2 separate regions of the Gossypium hirsutum genome follow, and region 1 is linked to region 2. The links are chromatin contacts, called in public Hi-C maps. All regions are on one chromosome and are shown on one strand. The core of a region is the stretch at or near the end of the contact, and the rest is flanking DNA. Distances in the headings are between cores, read along the strand shown. Region 1 holds the start of LOC107897584 (O-fucosyltransferase 39). Region 2 has its middle 37 kb from the start of LOC107898609.

What was found. Hi-C and Micro-C count contacts between places; a contact is called where the count stands out from the background.
Region 1: a contact with region 2 is called in a Hi-C map of leaf, with 2.8 times the contacts expected there. The contact joins two enhancer-like sites. A contact is called at or near these places in 13 of 34 Hi-C or Micro-C datasets (anther, callus, cotyledon and 4 more).

What each region holds. Positions count from the first base shown.
Region 1 is chrA11:55,657,518-55,664,320 of Gossypium_hirsutum_v2.1, reverse strand. It overlaps LOC107897584 (O-fucosyltransferase 39), which reads right to left and starts at 1,447. Exons shown (of 10, transcript XM_016823079.2): 1 at 723-1,447; 2 at 124-186; 3 at 1-31. The coding sequence starts at 863. Within about 2 kb of position 5,115, at least 3 of the 9 cell types and tissues checked have an H3K27ac peak or open chromatin away from gene starts, as enhancers often do. A contact at or near this core is called in hypocotyl and leaf, where this site is marked.
Region 2 is chrA11:55,610,662-55,617,643 of Gossypium_hirsutum_v2.1, reverse strand. No RefSeq gene overlaps it. Among protein-coding and RNA genes, the nearest start is that of LOC107898609, 37 kb to the right of the region's middle. Within about 2 kb of position 3,268, at least 3 of the 9 cell types and tissues checked have an H3K27ac peak or open chromatin away from gene starts, as enhancers often do. A contact at or near this core is called in hypocotyl and leaf, where this site is marked.

The sequences.
Region 1 (6,803 bases), core at 3,866-6,365, 45 kb before region 2:
GGGCCCAGAGATCAGATTGCTCCCCAGTAAGCTGAATAGGAACATTGAAATAAATCAGACAAAGAAATTACAAGTCCAGGCACACACAGGGGCAAATGCCGCTTAAGAAACATATCTACTCACACGTTCCCGCTGTAAGGCACTCCTGAGTAAACGTAAATGCCTAGGTTTAGGGACATTCCACTCCTGCAACAAAGGTTAAGTTATGAGCATTTCATTTGTCGTGTTCTTCGAATATATGTTCAGTACGGGTATATTTAATTTTACAAGGCCTTTAGAGGATCGTGTCTCATGTTCAAATATATATCGGACACAAGTGCCACCATATCCGACTGGATATTCCAGGAAAGATAAAAGAGTAAGTTTGAGCAACATACCCTATTAACAATTATTGGTTATAAATTTGTACCATCCAGTTGAAGTGAATTAACTATATATATTACCACCAAAGAGAATAATGCCATATTTGGCATAATTTTTAATAAAGCAATCGGATTATTAGACACATAGCTGCATAAGCTTGCAGTTAGCCACAAACTTCAGTCGGAAAATTAAACTCCAAATCATCCGTACTTTCCATTTTTAGTAAATTGCAAAAAATTTCTCTCAAACAACTCAAAACTTCCCATTTATCTTTCCATGAAATTTACAGGAACCCAGAACTCATATTTTTTTTCCCTAGAAAATTAAGCAAAGAAAAAAATTTTGATATAGAAACATACCGAGAATGTAGAAGGAGAAGCATGGGTGAATGCAGTAAATAAACAAGGAAAAATAAGTGGGAAAATCAACACAAAGAATCCACACATTGCTTTTCTTCTAAGAAGCTGATAACAATGCCTCTGGAAATTTAATCTCATCATCACTCTTCCCTTAAAGTTGAGAAACCCAGATCTAAAAATGACCACTTTCCTCAGTTTTTTTCTTCTTTGTTGGCTTTGATAGGCCTTGATAGCGAAAAGAACTCAAACAAGCAAAGCTTAAAACAAAATTTTAATCAATATAGCCGAAAAGAAGAAACATAGAAGAAGGAAGAAGCAGACTCAAACTCAAGCACCCAGCCAACACCGCATGCATCACCTTCTCTTCGTTTCTCACATTGTGGCCTTACTTAAGGCGCCTGACATAGACACCTGTAAAGCTTTGATTATGAGAAACGGTGTCCTTTATTTCTTAAGGGGGAACCCATAAGGAACATATATACCCCATGGATAAAGTTGGAAACTTGGTGGTCGTGCACGGAAATTCACAGTAAAACATGAATCAGTGGGTAAAAATTATTTCTTTATTTTTCACAAGTGTTTCGTTAGAGACAAAAATAAGACCGTTGGGTGCGGTGGGGGGATTTGTGAAACTTTTGATTAAAGTAAACATCTTTAAGGGAGAACAGTGATGAGAATGTGGTTAGATGAGAGCACCGACGCAGACGCTACGCTACCTTCGAAACTATTCAAGTCTTTTTAGGTACTACATTCATGCATATAAAAAATATGGTAGTTCTGATCACATTTGTCTGGGGGCCCCATGTTTTTGGATGAACTCAATTCTCAATTTCGTCTAAAATTAATGTGAAAGATTCATTGATTTAGGTTCCAAATCAATCATAGTATTTTTGTTAATATAATATGATTTATTGATTTAAATAAAATAATTTTAAAAAATAATTTTATTTAAATTTAATTATAAAAATACATAAATTATATAAAATTATATATTTTGATATTTCATTCATTTTTAAATAATAATATAAGTTTTGAGTAAAATTTCTTTTTAAAATCAAACCTTAACCTGATTTAATCTACAAACATTACAAACATTTTTATTGTACAAGGACTAAATCCACCTAAAAGAGCATAGTATAGGAACACTTTATAAAATTTTACCAAAATATAATCTGTGCATAACTTGTAAATTGAGAATTATTAATTGAAAATTACTATAATTTTGACTCATACATATAGGTAAAAAAATTCTATTAATTTTGTTGATTAATAATTTCATTAAAAAATGGAAAATATAGGTGATTAAAAGTATCACCTTCCTTCCTTTATGTCTTAGTCTTATTGTCATTCATACCTTGTCAAAATCGGCTCATATTGTCTTCTTTCCTCTTGTTATAAGGATTCGACATGAAGACCACTCATTTAGGTGATTAATATGATTTATTATTTTTTATATTATAAGCAAGATTGATTTTTTCAGAACTTTTTTTAACTTATTTAGAAAAAAGGAAAGAAAGAAAGAAAAGGGTAATCACGTGTCAATAGTTGGAGACAAAATATCTACATTATGTATGTTGTTTTTATATATTATTAGTATAGTTTTTACTTTCATGATGGGTTAATTATTTTTAAGTCTAAATTATAGAGTAAATGTTTAAAGATTAAAATATAAACTATATTTCTATAGTCTTTGTACATTTGAAATTTAGTATTCATACTTTTACTTTTAAGAATTTAGTCCCTCTATTTTTTGAATTTAAAAAATTTAAATTTAATTATTAACACTATTATATTATTTTATCAAATTCACTAGTGTGATATTTTGAAATTAAAAAAATACCCACTTATTTAGCAACCATGTAACACAAAAAAAAATGCAATGGACTTGAATTTCACAAATGATTTCAAGAGTGTTTACAACTCTCAAAAGTTATATCAATATTTTAATTAAATATAGTATTTGAGCTAATCTATGACATTATTGAAGTTGAGATATTAATTTATATCAAAAAGTTGAAGTAAAAAGATTAGATCTTATATTCGAGTGTAGCACATAGACCAAAATTAAAATTTGACAATTGTTATATAATCTTAAATTTGAGGATACCATAGGGACCAACATTGAAATTTTACCATTCTTTTAAATAATGCAAGAAGAAAAGGAAAAAAAGGTTGACCCATTATATATAGGTGAGGACAATATAGGACTAAAATTGAAATTTTACCCTTTTTTTATATGATGCAAAAAGAAAAGAAGTGACACGTATCGACTAAGTTGAACCTTCTTTTTATGTATAGGTATAAAAATGATAGATGATAGACCCCTACTTATAAATTTTAAAAACTCAACAATAATCCTTAAAATATTTTGAAACTCGGATTGTAGTTTTCCTCTTATTATTATATTACTTCCCTTACCAAAGGAAAAGTAAAATTGATTAATTATTTATGGGATTTATTGTGAGTAGAGGAGTGGGTTTCAATCTTTTAAGTTACCTTAAACCTAATTTGATTTAAAATATAGATTTAAAATTTTATTTAAGTTTATTATGATTAATTTAAATTCATTTTACACTTCTCCATTTTATTATCTTTTTAATTTTATAAAAAATCGTTACAGGGGTTTGGAAACAAATGTCCATTAAATGCATCTGAAACAACGAATAAAAATGAGTAATCAAGAAAGAAAATAAGTCTGAAAAGGAACTAAAAGGAAAACTAAAACTCTTCTAGAAAATCCCTTCTAGAATTAAAATACATCAATGGAGAGCGAGTCAGGATGGGAGATTGAGGTTACCCTTCGATAAATAAATAAAATCCTCAATCCAAAGCACAATACTCAGACACGCAGCAGCTTATGGTGGCTCTATGAAACGATGGTCCTATGCTGCAAGATCGATAACACCTAAAGGCGAGTTTTCAACCCAGAATCGGTCCTCTGTGCTTTGCAAACCTTCTAGCGCCATTGCATGTGCAATAGTGTTTCCTCATCTGGCGATGAAGCTAAAACAAAATGCTGAGAAGCTTCAAGATAATGCTTTCACATCCTTAGTAACCAACCGAATTTCAGAATAGTCACATTTTGACTGTAATTTCAGTATAATAATCCTTGAATCGCTTTCCAGGACAACATGTAGAAATCTCATTTTTTGAACAAATTGGAGATCATGAAGAACTGCTACCGCTTCAACCATAAACACCGAGCTAAACAAGTTATGATTTCTAAAACAAGAATCCATTATTTAACCTATTTCGTCTGGAATAATGATGCCTAATACTGCTTTTTTGATTTGAAATCGAGTAACCTACATCAACATTCACCTTAACCCAAGATAGAGGTGGAGGGGCCCGTCAAACCATTGCTAAGGGTTTGGCTGCTTTAAAATTGAGGTCAGACTCCAATACTCCTTCCTGCACTCATGAATGAAGGTAACAAGCTCATCAACACTTTGTGATTCCAAACATAAACAATTTTACTTATTTTCTAATGTCTACATTATCATATTATATTATTATAAATTTGAATTTTTATGCAATATGGATTATATAATATATATTAATAAAATTAATCTATTATATTAATTGAAAAAAGTGATCAGGTCAGGTTAGGCTTGGGTCTTACATATAAGAATTCAAATTTGATACAAATTTTACAGGGATAAATATAAAATTTATATATGAACTTTTGCCCAATATGCAATTTGATATATGAACTTTGATTTGGAGCAATTATACTCCCAAAACTTGAATTGTGGTTCATACGTATACATGAAATTTTGGTTTTAATTCGATTGTACATATTTAAAGAAATGAATACACACATTTATTTTCATATTGAATGAATATAATTATTTAAGTATACAATATATCAAGGTAAAATGATAATAATTTGATAATGTTGTAAATGATTTGTGACAATTGAATCAAATCAAAATTTTATGTGTAAAATCTTACAAAATAAAAATTTATGTATGACATTGATCAAAGTTTATATATAGTTTTGATATTTATCCTTATTTTAAGCACGTCGTCTTTTGGAAGAAGTATATAGTATTAGAAATTTAGTATATATATATTTCTATTTTCTCAATTTATAATCATTAAAGAAAAGGGTAGCATTGGCCATCCTCCTCCAGCTAGACAAAGTTCCTTTCCATGATTAAAATGCAACGATTCTTGACTTCTTGCTTAAAGAAACAAAAGACCAAACAGCTTCTATTCACAAGAAAGTAAAGCATCCTAGAAAAAGAAAAAGAACATGTGAAAATTTAAAGAGAGGCCACCGAAATAAGCAGTCAACTAGTTAATTTTTGCACTAAAACGACATGGGCCTAAGGCACTCTGAAAACAGGAAGATGTTTGAAAGCCCACCCAACCTCTGTGTTGTGATAAAGAAATGTTGGGGGGTGAGCCACCCACACCCATCTTATATTGTTAGCGCCAATTTTGTATCGAATCAACAGCAATCTACTTTAAATTTTAAAACCGTGTGGGCCAATAACCCTTCTCCAATAGCGGCTGGACGTATATCACCTGTGGGAATCCAGCCACAAATATATATTATATATACAAAATCTTTGTACATTAAAATTATAATTTGAAAAGCAAATAAAATTTTAAATATAGTTTATAGAAAGAAAATGTTATTTTCTGAATAATGGAAGTTTAAATTTGTTATAAAAAACAATTGTTTAATATATTGTTTGGTAGTTGAATTTGATGTTTTTGGTACTTATGGTTTTTTTTATATTTAATTTAGTACTTGTATTATTTTTTATAATTTTGTTAATAGAGTAAATTTATTGTTAATTATTAATTTGTTTAATTTTGTGTTTAATTTGATATATATAGCTCAATAGATGTAATTTAACTTAGATTTTACGGTTAATTTGATGAAAATTAATTAAAAAATGTCATCCAAACTCAGAGACAAAGGAAAAGGAAAAATAGAAGAATCATCCACAAAAACTCAAATTTCCTCAAAACCAATTAAGTCATGGTATGAAATTTGCCTTAAAGAAGAAAATAAGATAACGTAATCCTCATCAAAATTCTCAAAAAATGCATCCCTTCATGATGCACATGATCCAAATGAAATTGGTTTACAACTAAAAAAATGGATTAAGTCCCTTTCTCAATTCTCATAAGTGGCATCAACATTTTCTCAATTAAAAGAGGAAATTCCTCTCAAACAAATTGTTGCTCAAACAGTAAAAATTTCAAAAAATAAATAGATTGTTTTACACAAATAAAAATCTCTCAAAAATATTTTAAAAGAAACATATCTCCAAGATATTTTCTGAAGTAACCCAAAAATCCTCACAATATTTTCCAAATAAGTGTTTTGAAAAAAAAAGTATCATGGAGGAAGAATTTCAGAAAACCTCCACATATTCTTGTAAAAGAATTTTTTAATGGATGACATTTTAAATCATTAGATTCTCACAAAACCTTAGGAGAATTATGAAAACATACTGGTTTAAATCAGTTCAGTGTTGTTCAAACACTACACAGACCCAAAAGATCCAAATTTTATCACCTGTCAACAACCCAAATAGTTAAAATTCTTCAACCAAGAGATTGGGGTGAAAACCCAACATCTCTAAAGAAATTTCCAGCCAAATTTACCACCAAAATAGACCACCACCCATATTTCACATATTGGGATTACCAAACAGCCTGGTACAGTGCTTTTCTAAAGAACAGTCAACATATGAAGCATTTTTGGCTCATATATTTCACATATAGTACCAAATTCAAATTCCTAAATTATTTTAAAGAATGGTGGAATTAGTATGGACCATCATCTTTTGATATCCTACCAGAAAAAAAATAAAATTTATGGTCCAAGTTCTTTGTCAAATTCCATCTCGAACCGAACCAAAAACATATCTACAGAACCATCCATTTTTCCTCAAAATTATGCATTTCTTGGATTGTTTCCTGGAGTTACTCTTATGAACAGAATCCATGTGATAGTTCATCAGCTCCACTTCAAAGCTATGTATTCTGTAGTCAAAACCAAGGCTTTACTTCAAAGCCCAAAAGGAGAAACTCTTTTAATAGAAACTGTAACACCTC
Region 2 (6,982 bases), core at 2,019-4,518:
TAAACTAGAAGTTTACTGATACAAATGTATTTACTACTTGACGTGACCAGTTAGACCATCCTGGATCATATATGATGCGAAAATTAATGGATAATTTATATGGACATTCAATTAAAGAACTAGAAGATTCTTTAATTTAAATAATTCTTATTTATTGTTTGTTCTCAATGAAAATTAATTTTTAGAAACTTACTAGCTAAAGTTGAGATTTAATGTCTTGCATTTCTGAAATGAATATGGGCCCATTCATCCACCATGTGGATGATTTTATATAATTTTGGTAGATGCATCTACAAAATTACCACGTATGTATTATCAACTTGCAACCTGTCGTTTGCAAGATTACTTGTTTAAATAATTAATTTCAGATCATGCAATAAAGACAATTCATCTTGCTAATACTAATGAGTTTATATCTCAGTCTTTTATTGATTGAGTTTGAAAAACTTTTGTAAAAGTTTGTGCATAATAGTCCAGAGAAGTTATTTATTAAACACCTCTAATTAATGTCTAAATCATTACTTACGAGAACTAAACTTTCTACTTCAACATGAGATTATGTTGATTTACGTGTTGTACGCATTAAGCCAATAAGTTATAAATACTCCTCATTACAATTGGTTTTTGATCAAAAGCTAATTATTTCTCATTTTCTCATTTTTGTATGTGTGTATATGTTCCAATTGATCGACCAAAACACACAAAGATGAGTGATTCCTCAAAGAAAGTTGAGAATATATATTAATTACAAGTTTCTTTGTATTGTTAGATGTTTTGAATGCATTGGAGATTTAATTATGACATTAGTTGTGATTACAATTTTGATTCGATAGTTTTCCCGACATTAGGGGAAGAGAAATAATAACTTGTAATAAGTTAGGGGGAGACTAATTTGAATCAGAAGTTCAATAAGGATTGCTCATTACAAGTTAACTGTTAGATGTATTTACAACCTTAATGAGAATAACCAAGTGTTATATACCATCTAATATTTTAATTTGAATCAAAGTCCCAGTTGACAATCAGTTAGAATAAATAATAGATTGATCGGTTCCAAAGATGAAAATTATTCTAAATGGTCATATAGTGGAGGCGGGTGCTCCAAAAGAGGCTCAAGACATAACTAATAAGTAAAACTTCAGAAGAGATTCAGATACATGAAACTGAATTTTAAAATAATGAAAATAAGAGATCTCGATAAGTTATGTCAATTCGAGAAAATATGGAATCGAACAATAAAAGTAGTTGACAATGATTTTGCATGCAATATTATTATTGAAATAATGAAATAAAAGGAGGATCTCGAATAAATCTATTGAGAAATATAGATATGGAATAAATTGATTAAAATAGAAAGACGCAACTCAAGTATAATTAAATTCATGGAGTTTTTGGACCAGTAGTCTAAATATCTAAAGGTATAAAGCCAATGAGGGTGCAAATGAAGTAGTTTTGCAAAAGTGGAATAAAAATATAAATTTTTTTACTATGTACTGGTATTGATTATGAAAAGATATAATATTCTTTTGTGGTGGATGCAATAACCTTTAGATATATTACTAAATTGACAATTCATAAAATATTTAACTTGCGTCTAATGGTTGTTGTTACAAACTTTATAAATCACTATATAGTAAAGTTTATATTAAAATCCTTGAAGGATTTAGAATGATAGAAGCATAATAAAATTCTCGAGAAATTATTCATTTATATGAATTGAAATAATTTGAACATATGTGGTAAATTTGAGTAGTTGAAGAAGGATTATAAAATGATCTAAAATCTCTATTTATGTTTTTAAAGAAGAATCATGATTAAAGTTTGTTATGATTATTGTTGAATCTCCTGAAGAGATCAAAATAAATTTCCCAAAATTTTTCCTCACTCATTATTTTAAAAGAATGGTAATATAAATGCTTATCAATTACATTCAAATAGTCATTTGAAAAACTAGTATTCAAGATTAAATACGTAGAATATGAGAAAATATGTGATGTTTCCATGAGGGGGAGTAAATCGCGTTGTACTCTTTTTCTCTTAATCGAGGTTTTGTCCCATTGAGTTTTCCTAGTAAGGTTTTTAATGAGGCAACATATTATGCGTATTATAGATTGTGTACTCTTTTTCCCTTGTTAGGTTTTTATTCCATAGTGTTTTTCCTAATAAGGTTTTAATGAGGCACATTATCTACCAATGGACATCCAACGGGGAGTGTTATGAATATTTTATTAAGTGGATGTCCATTATAATCAAGATAAAGTTTTGATGTACTTTAAATTCAAATAGTTATTAGAATTAGATCTCTACTTCTTTTATAATTCTTATGCCTATAAATAGAGACTTTGATAAAGCATTGTAAATTATCCTTTTTGATCAATAAAGTACATTTTCTATTGCTTTCATATTTTTTTTTGTTCTTTATTCTTCTCATTTCTCTTTATTTTATAACAATTGTTTCGTTTATTTTCAATACAGTGTGATCTACAGTTTCGAATAAAAAAAATTTTAATATCTACATAAATTTTTAATAAATTAAATATAATTAATTATTACATTATAATCAAAATATATAATTTACATATTTTAATCTTAAATAAATCAAAATATATAATTTTTGATCAATAAAATACATTTTCTATTGCTTTCATATTTTTTTTTGTTCTTTATTCTTCTCATTTCTCTTTATTTTATAACAATTGTTTCGTTTATTTTCAATACAGTGTGATCTACAGTTTCGAATAAAAAAATTTTAATATCTACATAAATTTTTAATAAATTAAATATAATTAATTATTACATTATAATCAAAATATATAATTTACATATTTTAATCTTAAATAAATCAAAATATATAATTTTTGATCAATAAAATACATTTTCTATTGCTTTCATATTTTTTTTTGTTCTTTATTCTTCTCATTTCTCTTTATTTTATAACAATTGTTTCGTTTATTTTCAATACAGTGTGATCTACAGTTTCGAATAAAAAAAATTTTAATATCTACATAAATTTTTAATAAATTAAATATAATTAATTATTACATTATAATCAAAATATATAATTTACATATTTTAATCGTAAATAAATCCAACATAATATAATAAACTAATATATTAAGATGAATAAAACAAAAAATTCCTAATCTGCTAAGTATCTGTTCCTTCCTTCTCTTCTAGATGGGGGACCAAAGGCCCACCCCCCACCCATTTTATACTAAAACCGTGGGAGGGGAGGCAGCCTCCCAACATTCAAAATTTTCTTTAAACGTTACAGATTAAAAATAAACAAATAATAACTCCGACTTGTACGTCCCTGACGTTGCTGACGCGATTGACCCGACTGATGTAATATGATCGGTCAATCATGATTTTTCCCTATTTACCTTTTGGTCTTTTCTTTTTCGATTTTTTTAAAAATGATCTAATATTTTTTACTTCATGCATAAATGCCCCTTTTTTCTTTCTTTCTTCCACCACACTCCCTCTCCCTCTCCCACTCTCTTTTTTTTCTTTCTTATTCATTTTTTCCTCATCCTTCATTTCTTCTTCTATTTAAAACTCTACCCTAATCTTTATTACTTTCACCATTCCACCCCAATTCTTTATTTTTCTCCATTTTGTTAATTATATCGTCCATTTGATTTATAATCTTCAATTTATTATATCCAATTAAACAACTATCTACCATCACGGAAAATATGTCAAATAGCTATTAATTTTTCTAAACTTTTTTCCTTTAAATACAATTCCGCCCCTTATATTTATTTATTTTTTAATTACACCCATTATCAAACAATTAATTCACATTGCGGAAATAATTTAAATAGAAATTACTTTACATTGGCAGCATTTCAAATAACTATTAATTTACATAATTCAAAAATTATATTTTACAAAATATAATTTTACATTGGTAACATTACAAAATAATTTCAAATAACTTATTTTAATACGTGATTTATATTTCCCTATATTTAAAATAAAGAAGATTGAAAATTTAAACATAAAAAATACAACAAAACATAAACGTTAAACATGAACAAGTTTTTCAATACTAATAAAACATAAATAAACGATGAATTTGATTTTGTTCAAGATTGACAACATTGTGTATTACAATTTGAAAAAGACCATTTTTAATGACAACACGAGCAAGTTTCTCGGTACTAATATTTGTAGCTCAGGCACTACTGATATTGATAATCTCACTCGTGCTATTCAACTGGAATTCCAATGGACCTTCAAATATCCCGTTGACCCAGGAAATCCCAGATAATCCACCCGTTGGTTGCATAACCAATTTGACCCCGTTATCGTCCTACCGTAACCAACATAAAGACTTACATAACTAATTTGGGCCCGTTACTGCATAAATCACTGGCAACCGAGATCCCTATTTTTACTTGAAATCATCACCGCATATGAAATTAAGGAATCAAATCTACACTTTCGAAAAGCACTATTAAATTTTCTGATGTCCAAGCTCCACTAGATCATTGTTAAATAAAACTTACCTTCAAATTATAAAATTTTTCTAAATAAACAAAAACAGAAAAGAAAAGTCCCGATCTCCCTTCCCTTCATCCTTTAACATAATAAAATTCTAAAAAAAATCTTCACCTTACACTGATCAGTCATTAGGGCAGGGGGTATATATAGCCATTTGGTGACGCCAATGATCTTAATACCACTAAAAAAATTAAACTGCACATTTAAAAATCGTTGACGTCAATGTCATGAGACCACAAAAAAAAATACGAAGTGGTGACACCAAAGTCATTGGCACCACAAAATAAATAAAAAATATTTTTTTTAAAAAATAAGAATCAATTAAAAAAAGGGGTTGATGACTAACGACGCCAATTTATTTGGAACCACAAAAATTTGACATTTTTCACTTCTACAAAATACAACTAATACGGGTACAAGTATTTGGTATTTATGCAAGTGACGCCATATGCATTGGCACCACTCGAAACAATTATTTTTTATTCTACCGGTCAATCATTGGTTGACGTGGCAGGGTGGTGACGCCAATAAAATTGACACCACCCATGTTCACTGTTAATTTCAGGTCATTTACATACATAATTGTAAAAGCAGGTCATTTTATAAATAATAAAATTTTTTGAATATTTTTATAAAAAAAACAGATGTTAATTTTTGCTCTCTTTTCTTAAATTCTTTATTTTCCTTTTTTTAATTATATTTAACTTTTATATTTTTTCTTATTATTTTTGAATTTTAATTAATTTTACCATCAACTTTGATTTTCTAAATAATTTTTTTTCATTTTGAAAACAAAATTTAATGGAAAAGTATCATTTCAAATATTTATTAATAGTAACAATTAAGTTACTTTGTAAAATTATTAAAAAAAATATTATAAATTAGCTTCGATTATTTAATGGAAGGAAGACTTGTAAGTTTTTAAAATATATAAATAAAAAACTTTATTTTTTATAAATAAAAATTTTATTAATATTTAATATTATGTTAATTAATTAATTTAATATCTAAATTATTTTTATTAAGTTTAACTTAGGTTAATTTAAATTAAAATCAAACAGTAAAATTTAATAAAAAACCAAGCTTTAATTTCAAAATTCATTCAAATATAACTTAAGTGACAAAATTGAGTTAACATAAAATAGTAAATTCACTATTAATTTAATAGTACAATGACAAGTATCTGTTGTTCCAATAGGGTCGGAAGCGTGTAAATTATTGTACTAAAAAATCACACAAAGTTCAATTCCCAGGGAAGAGAGGTGGATCACATGGATCTCTTAAATACCAAGTCTTTCCTTAGACAGAATATCCCTTCTATAGTAATTTAATAGCACAATTAAATACTACTATTATACCCTCAAATATTGAAAGAAAAATAGGACAAGAAAGAACACAAGAGATTTAACGAGGTTCGGTAAATTATACCTACGTCCTCGGGCACTAACACCAGATGATAACTTTACTATCTCCAAAGTATTACAAACAAATAGAATTCCTTAAGAATTCTCAAATGGGAGAAGAGAGAAAACTAAGAGAGAAAGATTGGTTGGGATGGTTGAAATGAGAAATGGTTAGGCCTATTTATAGTTGAAGTTCAGGGACTAACTTGCAAATGGCCTAAAAAATTAGGGACCAAAATTGCAATTATCCCTTTCAACTTTAAACAACTTGCCAACTATTTTTTTTCTTTCGGTGCCAATTGCACCTCCCACCATTTTTGACTTTTCAACCCCTTTTTAATTTAACTTATCAACAATCTCCACCTTGAAGATTTGATTAGGATAATCACATCTTCACACACTTCCTTCAACTCCCCAAATTCGATAAAGCTATCTTTTGTAGTGCCTCCAAATGCGCTCTCGAGCGCCATACACCTAAAGGTGCTCAAATTCTCAGGATGTTAATCAAGTTCAAACAATGATTAAACTTGATTGTTGTTACCACCTTGGTCATCATATCTGCGGGATTATCTGCTGTCGGAATCTTCTGAAGTAGAATTTTTCCTTTTTCAAAGACTTCCCGCACAAAGTGATATCTTACGTCGATATGCTTGGTTCTTGAATGATAGACTTGATTTTTCGCTAAATGAATAGCACTCTGACTGTCACAATATAGACTAATGTGACTTTGAACAACTCCCAAGTCTTTCAATAATCCATTAAGCCAAATAGCCTCCTTAACAGCTTCTGTAACTGCCATATATTCTGCCTCTGTAGTAGACACAGCTACTGTAGACTGTAAGGTAGACTTCCAACTCACTGGGGCTTTCGCAAGAGTAAACAGATACCCCGTAGTTGAACGATGTTTATCTAAATCACCAGCAAAGTCAGAATCAACATATCCAACTACAAACTGACCAAGTGCTTCATCCTGTTCAAAAATTAAACCAACATCTACGGTTTTTCGAAGATACCGTAGAATTCATTTCACAGCTTGCCAATGTCCTTTTCCAGGATCATGCATATACCTG